Regions from separate parts of the Rattus norvegicus genome. Here all the other regions are linked to region 2. Evidence: chromatin contacts called from public Hi-C and HiChIP or PLAC-seq data. All regions are on one chromosome and are shown on one strand. Each heading gives the region's core, a stretch centred on a gene start, on an enhancer-like site or on the middle of the called end of the contact. The rest is flanking DNA. Distances are from core to core; before and after follow the strand shown.

The links. A called contact is a pair of places that touch in the nucleus more often than the background predicts. HiChIP or PLAC-seq counts read pairs in DNA pulled down with a chosen protein or histone mark.
Region 1: a Hi-C map of kidney shows a contact between it and region 2, with 2.8 times the contacts expected there. The contact joins the promoter of Tab1 here to the promoter of Atf4 in region 2.
Region 3: a contact with region 2 is called in an H3K27ac HiChIP or PLAC-seq map of oligodendrocytes, with 6 times the contacts expected there. The contact joins the promoter of Syngr1 here to the promoter of Atf4 in region 2. A contact is called at or near these places in 1 of 12 Hi-C or Micro-C datasets (the A7r5 cell line) and 1 of 1 datasets of contacts at active chromatin or transcription factors (oligodendrocytes).

The regions. Positions count from the first base shown.
Region 1 is chr7:113,554,165-113,558,773 of GRCr8, forward strand. Tab1 (TGF-beta activated kinase 1/MAP3K7 binding protein 1) reads left to right here and starts at 1,993. Exons shown (of 11, transcript NM_001109976.2): 1 at 1,993-2,039. The coding sequence starts at 2,007.
Region 2 is chr7:113,682,803-113,687,323 of GRCr8, forward strand. Atf4 (activating transcription factor 4) reads left to right here and starts at 1,879. Exons shown (of 3, transcript NM_024403.2): 1 at 1,879-2,062; 2 at 2,602-2,913; 3 at 3,024-3,937. The coding sequence starts at 2,694. The coding sequence ends at 3,847.
Region 3 is chr7:113,514,968-113,519,821 of GRCr8, forward strand. Syngr1 (synaptogyrin 1) reads left to right here and starts at 1,299. Exons shown (of 4, transcript NM_019166.2): 1 at 1,299-1,448. The coding sequence starts at 1,350.

The sequences.
Region 1 (4,609 bases), core at 743-3,242, 130 kb before region 2:
TCTACCAGCAGCCAAGTCAAACACTGTCATTGTTGCATGCAACAGTCCTTTATACTGAATCTTTCTGTCCCCATTTTAATGGCCATAAAACTTTAAACAGTTCTCAGTAGTCAGAGAACCAGTGAGCTCATGTCAAGTTTGCTCAATAACCTATAACTTCCTTTTCTTTTTCTTTTTCTTTTTCTTTTTTTAAGATTTATTCATTTATTATATGTAAGTACACTGTAGCTGTCTTCTGACACACCAAAAGAGGGCATCGGATCCCATTACAGATGGCTGTGAGCCACCATGTGGTTGCTGGGATTTGAACTCAGGACCTCTGGAAGAGCAGTCAGTGCTCTTAACCGCTGAGCCATCTCTCCAGCCCTCTTTTTCTTTTTAAAGATTTATTTATTTATTTTATATGTGTGAGTACACTGTAGCTGTCTTCAGACACCAGCAGAAGAGGGCATTAGATCGAATTACAGATGGTTGTGAGCCACCATGTGGTTGCTGGGAATTGAACTCAGGACCTCTGGAAGAGCAGTCAGTGCTTTTTTTTTTTTTTTTTTTTTTTCTTTTTCTTTTTTTTTGGAGCTGGGGACCGAACCCAGGGCCTTGTGCTTGCTAGGCAAGCGCTCTACCACTGAGCTAAATCCCCAACCCCAGTCAGTGCTCTTAATTGCCGAGTTCCTACTGTCTCAGAACTCACTATTTAGATTGGGCTAGTTTTGGATTCACAGTGATCTGTATGCCTCTTCCTCCAGAGTCGGGATTAAAGGTATGCACCACCATACCCTGTGCAGCCCAGTAACTTTCCATTCGACCTCCAAGGGAAGCCACGTTCTCTTCATTCCTCCTCCATCTCGGTTTCAGTCTTAGGGCCGACCTTCTGTGATCTGCATGCTTCTTTTGTAGCTGGTGTGTGTGTGTGTGTGTGTGTGTGTGTGTGTTTGTTTTTCCTTTTCTTTTTTTCGGAGCTGGGGACCGAACCCAGGGCCTTGCAGTTGCTAGGCAAGCGCTCTACCTCTGAGCCAAATCCCCAACCCCGTGTGTGTGTGTTCAGACAGGGTTTCTCTGTGTAGCCCTTGCTGTCCTAGCGTCGTAGACCAGGCTGGCCTTGAATTCAGATATCTGCTTGCCTCTGCCTCCCAAGTGCTAGAATTAAAGGTATGGGCAGCCACCTCCTGACTGTTGTAGCTGTTTTTGAGACAGGATCTTGCAGTGCTACTGGGCTTCCCAGCTGGAAGTCTTGGTTTTTGTGCTGTTGGGAAACGACAAATTCAGGCAGGATATGGTAATCAATAATCAATTAATTAGATTAAGCAAGGAAGCTGAGCACCATATTCTTTATGTTTTACTTTTGGGAGCCCTTCTAGAGTTAACCTCCTGCGTAACATAGTCCAGGCTAGCCCCAGCCTCAGCCTCCTAAACCCTGGGATTACAGGTGTGAATTTCCATGTCGAGCTTCTGCAACGTGCTTCTTGAACAAACACACTCTTGCTTTGGGGCACTGGCCTGTCACGCTTAGGGGCCTGCAATTCCACATTGCCAACTAACACCACACTTCCATGCTTCCATCCATAAATTTCATTTCCGAGAATTTACAACTACTTGGAATTGTAGTCTTCTCCAATTCTAATGTCAGCTAGCTTGGCTCTGTGTGGCCCCATTATAAGATCGGACCGTCCATCACCCACTGCTCTTGTAAACTGAATCGTTCTCCCCTGTACCCTCCTCGCAAAGGTGCTTTAAATAGGATCTCAGGATCCCCATCGAAAAGAATCCGGGAGAAAGCACACCCATAAAGACCCCAGGAAACAAGAAATTCGAAGAAAGTAGACCGAAGGAGTTTAGCATTCTTTCCGCAGAGGATGGGTGGGGGCAAAAACCGCGCTTGCGCAAGGCTCCTGTGCTGCGCCTCCTCTCCGCCGGGGGCGCTGTGGATAATCTCTGGGTCAGTCGAAGCCGCTCTAGCCATCCATTTCGCTACTCCGAGAGACTGGCGCGCCGCGGGGTCCTCCAAGATGGCGGCGCAGAGGAGGAGCCTGCTCCAGAGTGTGAGGAAACCGACCCGCTCTCTGGGCTGGGAGGGTTGGGAGCTCGGGTGTGTCCTCGGGTGCAGAAGCTGTTGTCTTTAGATGGCAGAGTGCGGACCCCTCGCCCCAGAGGCCCTAGGGTGCTTGCAGCGCGCGCAAGACCCTTTCCAGTCTAGAGCCTCGCCTAGTTCTGCGCGTGCGCGCCACAGAGCCGGGCCTCTGAGGGTCAAGGGCGCCGGGGTCCTGCGGAATGGGAGCGTCCTCAAGCCGGAAAGGGACATGGCGCCGCCGAGCGGGCCATCCGGAGGGCGGACACGACTAATAATAAATCGCCCCCCCCGCCCCCGCTTGTGTAAGGCGCGCTGTATCTCTGGCATTGTGTGGACCGCCTCACATTCATAAGCTTCGCAGCAGCAGTAGAGGATGGCTAAGTACTATAGGTTTACCGTAGGTTTTACAGATGAGGAAACCGAGATCAGGGAGCTGCTGAGCGGCAGAGGCAGGATTAAAATTACTTAATCTGGATCCAGAAATACCCCTAAGGTATAGACTCCTCAAAGAAGTGATGGCTTGGAGTTTTGCCTCTGCTTCCCAGTTCACCGGGTCCCATGTGGCCTCACTCGGGTCTTTCTCTAAGGTGAAAGTGAGGTTTGGCTCCAGACACCCCTACACCCTACACGATAGTCTGGATCCTCACGGTTTGATGTAGTCTTCCTGCCACTGCATCTTTCTCACACGTGTGTAAAGTTACACATGTATGTTAGCACAGAGTACTGTTTGGATCAGTACTGACAGGGTGCTGATCCTCTGGCTTTCCCTACCGTGGCGCTCTGTGGGAGTTGCCTTTGGATGTTCTGTGTCTCCATGAATAGAATGTCGATTTTTTGAAGACAGGGGCCTCTTAGCGTGTTGACACCCTTGCGTGCTAGATGCTTGGTTGAGTGTCCATCACAGAATGAGACAATTGGTCAGGAACTAGGCCTTGCCTTTTCAAGGATGAGGGGAAGTAGCTTGCCCGCCCTGGAAGGTCTGAGGCATTGACAAGTGGAGGAAGAGAGGCATGACCTTCCCTTCACTATTGTGTGCCTGTCAGGCCTTTTGTAAAACTCTGCAAGGAGAGAGGTTTGGCTCTCAGCTTTGTGAGGTCCCAGAGGGCAAGGCTCTTGTATAAATGTCTCCATTATAGAAAGCATCTGGGGAACACTGATATGATTGTGACCTTGAGTGAAAGAAGGGCTGGGAAAAATAGTGACTGATGCGTACTGAGTTGGCTTGCTAACAAGAGAGAGGTCAACTGGGTCAACTATCTTCTGTCTCCTGGATGTGATGGAACCCAAAGAACACCAGTTAGGCTAGGATGTAGACTTTTCCCAGCCCCAGAGAATGTATTCTCTGTGTGCTGGTGGACTTAATTAAAGGGGAGGGGACACTTTTAACTCATAGTATCTTGATGCTAGGGAAGGAGCAGGCAAAGATAACTATATAAGGCCCCTTTCATTCTCAGGACATCCCTCCTTAGAAAAATCCTGGTGTCCTGGCCAGGCAGGGCTCAGTGACCTGTCCTTTGTCCTGAGTCTGGTGAGAGCACTTCCAATATCGCTGTTCTGCAAATGACCTTGCAAGCTCTAGTCTGGGCCTCTTGGGAAGATGAATCAGCAGAGTATTCATTCTCACAGAGTTTTCAGTCCGGCTTGGGAAAAGGAGCATCCACCATAGTACAGTCAGTGTGGACTTCCATAGGGAACCCTGGTCAGGCAGCAGAGAACTGCAGAGGCTTCAAAGGATGTTGTTAAGTCTCAAAAACCCTGGGACAAATAGTTGAGCTACCAATTTAACATATCAAAGTGAACCTGGCTGCCAGGTTCTCCCAGCATCCCTCAGCCCCTATCCAGAACTCTTTAGCCCAGGTGGGCAGGCTGCTCTTCCTGTATAAGTCAACCATTTTGGTTACCAACCTCCTTTGTACCTTTGCCCTTTTGACTGCTGTTCCTCTGCTTTCTCCCTTCCCTTTATACTCCCTGCCCCCAAGACTTAGGGTCGTGTCTACAATGGACTCTTAGGCATTTCTGACTCTGCTCTCCCGTGTTTCAACAGTAATAAACTTTCTCTTCTACCATACTCATACCTAGGAGCAGTCATTTCCTTTCCTTTTTAATTTTTTCATTCAGTTTTTGCAAGATATTAGGGATACCCAAGGGAAATACAAATTTTAAACATGTAGGTGAGGGGTCTGTACAGTCCACGTGTCTCATATAACTAGTGAGATGGGTCTGGGTGTTGAGGGTAGTGATAGGCTGGTAATGGGCAGATGTGGGTCTTGAAAGGGCATCTCTGGGCAGGTTGGTAAAGTACCTGGAAGAAAAGGCATTCTAAGGGATTTTACCTCACCTCTCTAGTCAGTGTGGTACTTTAAAAGAATTTGTCTTTTGGGATTCTGAATTTGAGGGCTTCCTGTGTGGTTGATTTTGTTTTTATTTTTTAAGTTTCATGTGCATGAGTATTTTGCCTGCATGTAAGTGTTCTAGGTGCGTGCCTGGTGCCTGTGGAGGGCAAAAGAAGGTTCCAGATTCTCTGGAACTGAAGTTAGACAG
Region 2 (4,521 bases), core at 629-3,128:
TGTTGGGATAATTGGCTGTTAGCACCTGAACAGAAGAGTGGGGGACTCAAGACTGCCTGTGGGGTAGAAGCATGTGATAGGAAACAGCTGTCAGGATAATTAGCTGTTAGAAAGGCGGCCATAAAAAGAAGTGCAAGCTTGTGCCATGTGGAAGGTTTCTGGGGAGACACAGTTTTGTATAGCAAGAGGCAGTCATGTATCACAGGTTCAGGAGTTTAGCAAATACATCACGGGGTTACAAATTCAGCATAAGTTAAAAAACATTTGTAGGATACATTACACTTAGGGGACAGAAACATGTAAGGGATGTCTACTTAACAATATAACTGTGGCTCCTGTTTCTGTTTCCAGAGCAAAGGGAGGACATAGTTATCCTTTGCATGGAGAGACTAGGAAACTTCTGTTTGTGTGCACATGTACTCATGACTTCTTTGTCGATAGAAACATCTCATTATGTAGGCCTTGTGCGTTATTTATTTAGTTGCTTTAGTCTCAGTAAATAATAATGAAAGGTCCTCTGAGGAAGGAAGATGAATCATGGAGTTAGGGAGAGAGGGACTTGGGAATTAGGTTTGAATTAATAAATAGCAATCAATAACCATGTAATCAAGGATGACCTTGAACCATGGTGCCCGAGTGCTAGGATTGTGTGTACTGGAGTACTTGGCTTGCAAATAATTACTGAGCAGTAAGGGGCGGGCACTGTGCCAATTGAGTGGTATTTGTATGAGTCACTTAAAAAGACGTGGAAACTCAAAAGATTGCAGGCTGGAGTTGGGAAGAGGGCCTCTCAGCACTTCCAAAACAGCATCCTTTATGGTGAGTTGTCCTTGACCAGTACTTGGGGCTTCCAACCACTTAAGCAGCTGCTCACTCACCAGGATGACTTCTTGGTAAGGCTATACCAGGAAGTTAAGACTTGGGAGTTAATCAGAACTACTCTAGGGCTTGAGATCCAACTGAATAAAACACAATATTAAGGGAACTGACCCTATACAAACCAGCAGTGATGGGCATATTTTAGAGTAGGTTAGATCTAAGGTTAGGTATATTTTCCCAGTACAGGATTCAGAGGAAAGATGCAGGGCTGGAGGAACCGGAGTATCTCCCAATAAGGCCCCAACATGAACGCCCTGTCTCAAAGTGCGGTCCCTGGACTGACAGGATTGGACCAGGTAACTCCAGAGGACCTTTCTATATGCCTAAAGCTCTGCCCATTTGGTTCTGAGAACAACAAATACAGGGAAAGAGGGCTTTCAGCCCAAGTGTCACTCCTGGAAAGCTGTTTGCTCCGTGCTGGACCAAAGCTGCCCGGGAGCGATGCCGGAGAGAGCAACTACATTGGGGTGACCTCTGATGAGTCGGTAGCTGTAAGAGTCTGGTACCCGGAACCTCTGGTGGCTCTTCCCGATATTAGTGCTCCTAGGGCGCCCAGGTTCAGAGCCAATAGAAACTTAAGGTTTAGATGACTCGTCACGCCTGGGCCAATCAGCTCGACGCGCGCTCCTACGGCGTCTCGCGTGATAACCAGGCAGCTTTGGCTTTGACCGTCATAGCTTTGGTTAGGTGTCTCTCCACGCCCTGTAAGACACCGGAAGTTCCGTAACGAGCGATCCCTCCGCACTCCGGAACGTGACTTCAGTTGGTCGCAAACCTATAAAGTAGTGCACTTTTCTTCCTTCATGGGGCCTTCAGGATACTCTGTAACGCCCCAGTTACTCCCCGAGCACAGCGGAGAAGGGTTTGGACGGGCCAGAGCGTCAATGGGATAGGGTTAGGTGGAGCGGCGGCGGGATCACGTGACCACGGTGGGAGGATACGGGGTGTACTGCGTCCCTCACCGATTCTATAAAAGGCGGGTTTAGGGCGTGTCGCCGCCATTTCTGCTTGCTCTGTGGTAGATGTCTCTCTGTACGCTGTTCCTTTCCTCTTCCCCTCCCGCAGGGCTTGCGGCCACCATGGCGTATTAGAGGCAGCAGAGCCTGCGGCAGCGTTGGCCTTTGCAGCGGCGGCAGCAGCACCAGGCTCTGCAGCGGCAACCCCCACCGGCTTAAGCCATGGCGTGAGTATTGGGCCGACTGCGCGGGCGTGTGCTTTGCTGTGTTTGGGTGCGGCCTGGGCGCGTTGACCAGCATACGCGGCTTTACAAGCGGCCAGACGCGTCGGCCTTGTTTGGGTGGCCCCGCAACGCCGGCGCACACGGGGAGGGTTGGGCAGGCGGCGTGGAGGGAGTAGTGCCTAAAACCCTGCTACTTCCTCTTCGTCCTCTCTTAACTTAGTCGTCTCGCGCCCCCCCGGGTTCCCGGTGTCATTCTGCGAACGTGGCGAGGCCAAGATGGCGGTGGGGCGGGGGGGGGGTGTGAGTCACGGGGGCGGGGCGCGACGGCCTTGGCCGTATTAGGACTTGAGGACAAGCTGCTTCCTCCGGGTGGCCGGTGAAGCAAAGCTAAGCCTCCATCTTGTGCAACCCGAGCTGGCGGCTGGGGAAGCTTACACAATGGCCTTGAGCCCACGTGCTCTCCATTTAGAAGCTTTTGGGATTTTGTCATCCAGCATCCTAGATAGAAAGATGATTGAACTTGCTTTTGGATCCTTATGCAGGCTCTTCACGAAACCCAGCAGCAGCGTTGCTGTAACGGACAAAGATACCTTCGAGTTAAGCACATTCCTCGATACCAGCAAATCCCTACAACATGACCGAGATGAGCTTCCTGAACAGCGAAGTGTTGGCGGGGGACTTAATGTCCCCCTTCGACCAGTCGGGTTTGGGGGCTGAAGAAAGCCTAGGTCTCTTAGATGACTATCTGGAGGTGGCCAAGCACTTCAAACCTCATGGGTTCTCCAGCGACAAGGCGGGCTCCTCAGAATGGCTGGCTATGGATGGGTTGGTCAGTGCCTCAGACACCGGCAAGGGTGAGTAGGGAGGACACCTGCACCAGTGTGCTCTTTTCATGTGGGTTTGGTGTTCTAAAGGTTTTCTGCCTCTAGTATGAACCGTTCTCTCCTGAAATTTTTTTCCCCAGAGGATGCCTTTTCCGGGACAGATTGGATGTTGGAGAAAATGGACCTGAAAGAGTTTGACTTCGATGCTCTGTTTCGAATGGATGACCTGGAAACCATGCCAGATGAGCTTTTGGCCACGTTGGATGACACATGTGATCTTTTTGCCCCTCTAGTCCAAGAGACTAATAAGGAGCCCCCTCAGACAGTGAACCCAATTGGCCATCTCCCAGAAAGTGTAATAAAAGTCGACCAGGCTGCCCCCTTTACATTCTTGCAGCCTCTTCCCTGTTCCCCAGGGTTTCTGTCTTCCACTCCAGATCATTCCTTTAGTTTAGAGCTGGGAAGTGAGGTTGATATCTCTGAAGGAGATAGGAAGCCTGACTCTGCTGCTTATATTACTCTAACCCCTCAGTGTGTAAAGGAGGAAGACACTCCCTCTGATAGTGACAGTGGCATCTGTATGAGCCCTGAGTCCTACCTGGGCTCTCCCCAACACAGCCCTTCCACCTCCAGGGCCCCACCAGACAGTCTGCCTTCTCCAGGTGTTCCTCGTGGTTCTCGACCCAAACCTTATGACCCACCTGGAGTTAGTGTGACAGCTAAAGTGAAGACTGAAAAGTTGGATAAGAAGCTGAAAAAGATGGAGCAAAACAAGACAGCAGCTACTAGGTACCGCCAGAAGAAGAGGGCTGAGCAGGAAGCCCTCACTGGCGAGTGTAAAGAGCTAGAAAAGAAGAACGAGGCTCTGAAAGAGAAGGCAGATTCTCTCGCCAAAGAGATTCAGTATCTAAAAGACCTGATAGAAGAGGTCCGTAAGGCAAGGGGGAAGAAGAGAGTTCCTTAATAGGGTAGTCAGGTGCTTTGTGCTTGTACATAGTCTTGTGATGCTGTGTTTGCTGTAATAAATTATTTTGTAGTGAAAGTAGCCATGGAAGTTTTCTGTGTCATTCTTTCTAATAGACTGCACAAGGTCTGGGTTGAATACGATAGCTACCTGGATGAGTTGAGCTGTTCAGGTAGTGAGACAGGTAAAGACTAGCTGGAGGGAGGGGGCTCTGGGTTAGTGAGGGCCAGCCCAGAATTGCACCTGTTCATACTGGCCTTGTGCCAGATACCTGCTGTGTAAGTACCTAGATAAGGTACAGTCCTTGAACACAAAGAGGATTAGGTTTCTCTTAGGCTTAAGGGATACAGCTACTATTTCCTGTGACAGGTGGCAAGCCCCACTCCAACCCTTCAGTTTGTTACTACAGATCCTCCCAAGGCGAGGTAAAAAGCCTACCATCACCCTCAACATTATTCCATTTGGCCCAGGGGCAGCTTAATCCAGCACAAGGATATGGTGGGGGGAGGAAGGGCCTGAGTGACAGCGGGGCAGAAACTGGTGGAGGCCCTTGGAGACAATGACTAACCTTCACTTGGCAGATGTTCTTTGTGCGTGAGAACTACAGCTGTTCCACTTCTATGTAATGTCACATGTCCACCCTGGCAATGCTCTAAACAGGGTTTCCCATAGCC
Region 3 (4,854 bases), core at 49-2,548, 170 kb before region 2:
GCACTGCATTTACATGATGCACATATGAACATGCAGGCAAACAGTAATACAAAATAAAGATTAAAAAAATGAAAAAAGGACTGGAGAGATGGCTCAGTGATTAAGAGCACTGACTGCTCTTCCAGAGGTCCTAAGTTCAATTCCCAGCAACCACATGGTGGCTCGCTACCATCTGTAATGGGATTGGATGCCCTCTTCTGGTGTGTCTGAAGACAGCTACAATGTACTCATATAAATAAAATAAATTAAAAAAAATGAAAAAATCATCCTATCTACAAAGTTATAAAGATTTTTCTCTTGTTTTCTTCTAGAAGTTTTATAGGATCATAGTTTAATAGCCGCCTCTAAGATTTCTCATGGGTATGGTAACACAGGCCTGAAACTCCATTCACAGGGATGAAGAAGCAGGAGGAATAGAAAGAAGTTCAAAACCATCCCCTTCCACAGGGTGAATTCCAGAGGCCAGTCTCTACAAGAGACCCTATCTCAAAAACAAAACAAAACAAAAACAACAAATAAAAACAAACAAACAAAAACCCCCAGGAGCCCTAAAGGTCAAACTGTGTTGGGGTTGGTGGGAGGGTGAGGCTTGGGTGTATTTATTGACCACCTATGTTTGTGAGGCCTTTGGATATAAACAAAACCTGAACAGCAGGAGCCCACAGACCGAGGAGACAGTGGAAGAAATAAGTACAATTAATTACTGGATTAAAGAAAGGGGTAGGGAGCTGCGGTGGAAGGGGGAGAGAATCTCACAAGGTCTGTTTTTCTCCCAGTTTTTGCCTCCCTACAGCTCCCTCCAGGTGGGGGTGCGCGTGCATGACGTCATCGGTGGAGCTAGGCAGCAAGGTGGGGGGGGGCGAGGAGGCTCTGCAGATCTCTTAGAGAGAATCATTCCTGAAGCCAGCAATTCAGCGACGGGTTCAAGGAGCCATATACAGTCAAACGGAGCCCCTTTCCTTAATTTTGGGGCAGACAGCGAAAGAGAAGAGGCAAATAAATGAGTAAATAAATAAATATATAACGATAAGGGTTTCCTGAATAGCGCTACAGTCCGGAGGGCTCCCGAAGGCGGAGATGCGTCTGCATTCTCCGTCCACACCCCGACTACGCGTTATTTGGCAAAAAGGTCATCCCGCTGGCAGGGAGCGCGCCCCACACTGGGACCCCAGCTGCACGCGCTTTCTGAGCGCGAGCTTCGGAGAGCTGCACGGGCGGTGCACGATCGCCCCCTGGCGGGGAGCCCCGGACTGCACAAGCCGAGCGCAGGGGAGGGGGGCGGGGGCGCCGCGCACGCGCACGGGCCGGTGGCGCGCGCCGAGCGGGGGGCGCCGCGCGGTGCAGCCACGATGGAAGGGGGTGCGTACGGAGCGGGCAAAGCCGGGGGCGCCTTCGACCCCTACACCCTGGTGCGACAGCCACATACCATCCTGCGCGTCGTGTCTTGGGTAAGGACACAGCAAGGCGGGCTGGGGCGCGGGGCTCCGGGAACTGGCGCGACCTCACCTGGCCCGGGCGGCCCTGCGGACCCAAGCGGATCCTGGCCCCTGCCACCGAGCTCCTTAGCCCCATCGCCGAGACCTCCAGGTTGTCGCTGCCCAGCATCTAGCGACTCGGTTCGCGTGCGCCCGTGGAGACTGAGCCCAAGTTCAAGGCCGTTTATTGGGGGCGCGGATCAGGGCGTGGATCTTTTTCTAGGGCGCACTGCTGCACCTGCCGCGCGCTTTCGGGGCGAGGACTGGGAACTAGGTTTTGTTGCTCACCCTGTACGCTGCGGAGCTCTGAGTCTGGAGCCTGGATACTTGGGTTCCGCCGAGACCCGTATCTGCTTTGCCGCGTGACCTTGGGCACGGAACCACCCCAAAAAAGACCAGGGATACGAGATATTCAGTTCCAAGCTGGGTGGGGAGCGTCACCTCTTATGTCATGCCTCAGTTTCTCGATTTATAGGGGTGGGAGGAGCTTCCTTGAGGCCCCTTTGGGCTCTGACATTTTATGAATCCGCAACTCTCTCATCCTCAGCAAACACCTGAATAGATTCTAAATGTTGTCTGGAGAAAGGTCCCTTCCACGCAGTGGGGAACAGGAAGGTCTGTCTGTTCGCAGTCTTTAGCCCACCTAGTCCGTGCAGGTTCCCCAGTGCTGAATGGGGCTCAGCTCAAACCTGGGGCGGAGGAGGGGGCAGAAACAGCTTGAAGGGTGGCACAGGGGGCTTTGCGCCCTAGGGTAAGGAGGCCTGTAGCTCTGGTGCCCTCTGGGGTTGGCTGGCTTCGTGGAGGGTCTTGCCTATGCAGGTCTGGGGTCCATTCCTGACTAAGACCAGAAGAGCCTGCATTGGTGACAAGGGTCAGGGACCCCTAGGGGTTAGTAACCGAAGTCAGCTGTGACCTGGGCTTGCTGAAGTGCACTCCTTTCCTGGTTTTCAGGGCCATATCAGGATCTGATGGGCGGGATGGCTTGAGATTTATTCTGGTCTTAGGAATCCTTTAAATTTCCTCCTTGTGGGGAGCCCTGTTTCTGTAACTCCTTATGGCCGTGCAGCCTATATATATCCGTGAGGGTTTGTGACACCGAATTTATTTATTCTTGGCCCTCCCCAGCTTGCAGAAGAAGCCCTTGCAGGCTCTAGGTAAAGTGGGAACCCTGGAGGCACCTGCCTGGTCAGGTGGGTTGACCTCGTACTGCTTCCTCTGACCTCTCTGGGGCCCCTGGCTGGGAGGTAGAAACTCAAGCTTTGTGAGGGGCGTGGGCGTTCCTTATGCTTGGGTCATTTCTACTGTTGATGGCTTCATTTAGTGAAGCTTTATTGAGTCTGCCTGGCCCGGAGGGAAGGGAAGGCAGCATGACTCAGGCTCGGCCCTGACGCTCAGGGAACCCACAGTCCTACTAGGGAGGGAGCCAGGACAGGGGTCTTCGCTGTGGAATTGCTGTGCTTCATGGAGGTGATGTCATGTTGATTCTAGTGACACAGAGAGGGCTTACACTTTAGGTCCAGGTAAAAGGAGGACATGCCCGCCAGGAGGAGGAAAAATTAACTAGGTCTAGCACCCACTCACTGATCTTGGGAACGGCAGACGAGCCTTGGAATTCAAGTCTTCCTGCCACCAGAGGACTGGGCTTCTGCTGCAGGGGGATGGCAAATTCTGTAGTCTCCAGATTGGAAAGGCTGTAAAGTTATCAAGTTCAGCCCCAGCCCAAAGCCCTTCCAGACCTCCCAGCTCTGCTCACACACCTGGACCCCAGTCGCTTTAAAGTTTTAGCAATGGGATGTTCTATAAGCTAGAGAAAAAAATGTTTTTTAAAACCTAGATTTAAAAAAGCTTTGGTCCTGGGCAGTGGTGGCTCATGCCTACACCTGGGATGCTTTAGGCAGGTGGATCTCGGAGTTCAAGGCCAGCCTGGTCTACAGAGTGAGTTCTGGGACAGCCAGGGCTACACAGAGAAACTTTGTTTCAAAAAAGCAAAAACAAAAACAAAACAAAACAAAAAAACAAAAAACAAAAACAAAAACCAAAACCACACCAAACCAAAACAGGTTTTGAGCAGTGGTGTATGCCTGTAATCTCAGTACTTAGGAGGTAGAGACAGATGGCTCAGAGTTCAAGGCTAGCCTCAGTTACATAGCAAACTGGAGCCAGCCTGGGCTACCTGTGACTGCCTTAAAGGAAGATAAAGAATTTTGCCCCCTTTCTGATTATTAAAGTAATACCTGCTTATTACTGGACAGCAACATGGGGTTGATAATACCATTGAAGTACACACTTCGGGTGAAGAGGGGCCTGGGGGTATGGCAAGTGTAAGGTCCTGGTCTCTATCGTCAGCTCTGGTGGGAGTGGACGGTGGGATGAGAAAGAATGAACGAGGGGGGCGGAGGGGGGAATGGGAAATTTCATGTTGTGCTGTGTTGTTTCTGTTCCATATTTTTGAATAGTCTGTGCTGTATAGACATCTTAACGTATTCTGGAGTGGGTCCCATGCCTTCTCTTCGTCCTCAGGTTTTTGCATCTACTGTGGAGTCTGGTAGCCCCATACTTTCCCACGGAGCTAAGAGAGCCTGGGCTCTGGGTCTAAGGTGACTGGTTTGCTCAGGTTTGCTCAAACTTTCCTGGCTTTAGCATTGATGGACCCAGATTCCCAGGCCTCTCAGTCCCATACAAGCTGGGACCCCTGACACCCAGGACACTGCCACAGGCATGGTGCGGTCCCAGTGCCATGTACACACAGTCTTGTGTGTTTGTAGAACTTGTACCAGATTGATCTTTTGTTGTTGATTTTCCAAAAGACTGCCTTCAGACCCTTACCTTACTCGACCTGGGCCTTGTGAACCTTGGGTCCCTGGAGCACATTGACCCCAATGGCACAGAAGCAGGGCTTCCCAGGACCCACTTGTCCCTTGACTGTAGCCGTCTCAACTCTTGGCTGTCAATCCTTCCCCCAGGCTGGGCAAGGCCAGACTGCACTTGATGGGGAAGGCAGAATTGGGACTTCGTCCAGGACAACTGCAAGCTGTTAACTCCATCTGTTTCTTATCCCCTTTCCCCCCTCCCCAATCCTTTTTTTTCTTTTCTTTTTTTTTTTTTTTTTTTTTTTGGAGCTGGGGACCGAACCCAGGGCCTTGCACTTGCTAGGCAAGCTCTCTACCACTGAGCTAAATCCCCAACCTCCCCCCCCCCTTTTTTTTAAAAGACAGGGTCTTATATAGCCCAGGCTGGCCCCAAACTTGATATGTAGCTGAGGATGACCTTGAACTGATTCTCCTGCCTCCCCCTACCTCTGGTGCTGGGGTTATAGACTGTGCTACTACACCTGGCTTCATTAGGTAACAGGTGGAACTCAGGGCTTCACACGTGCCAG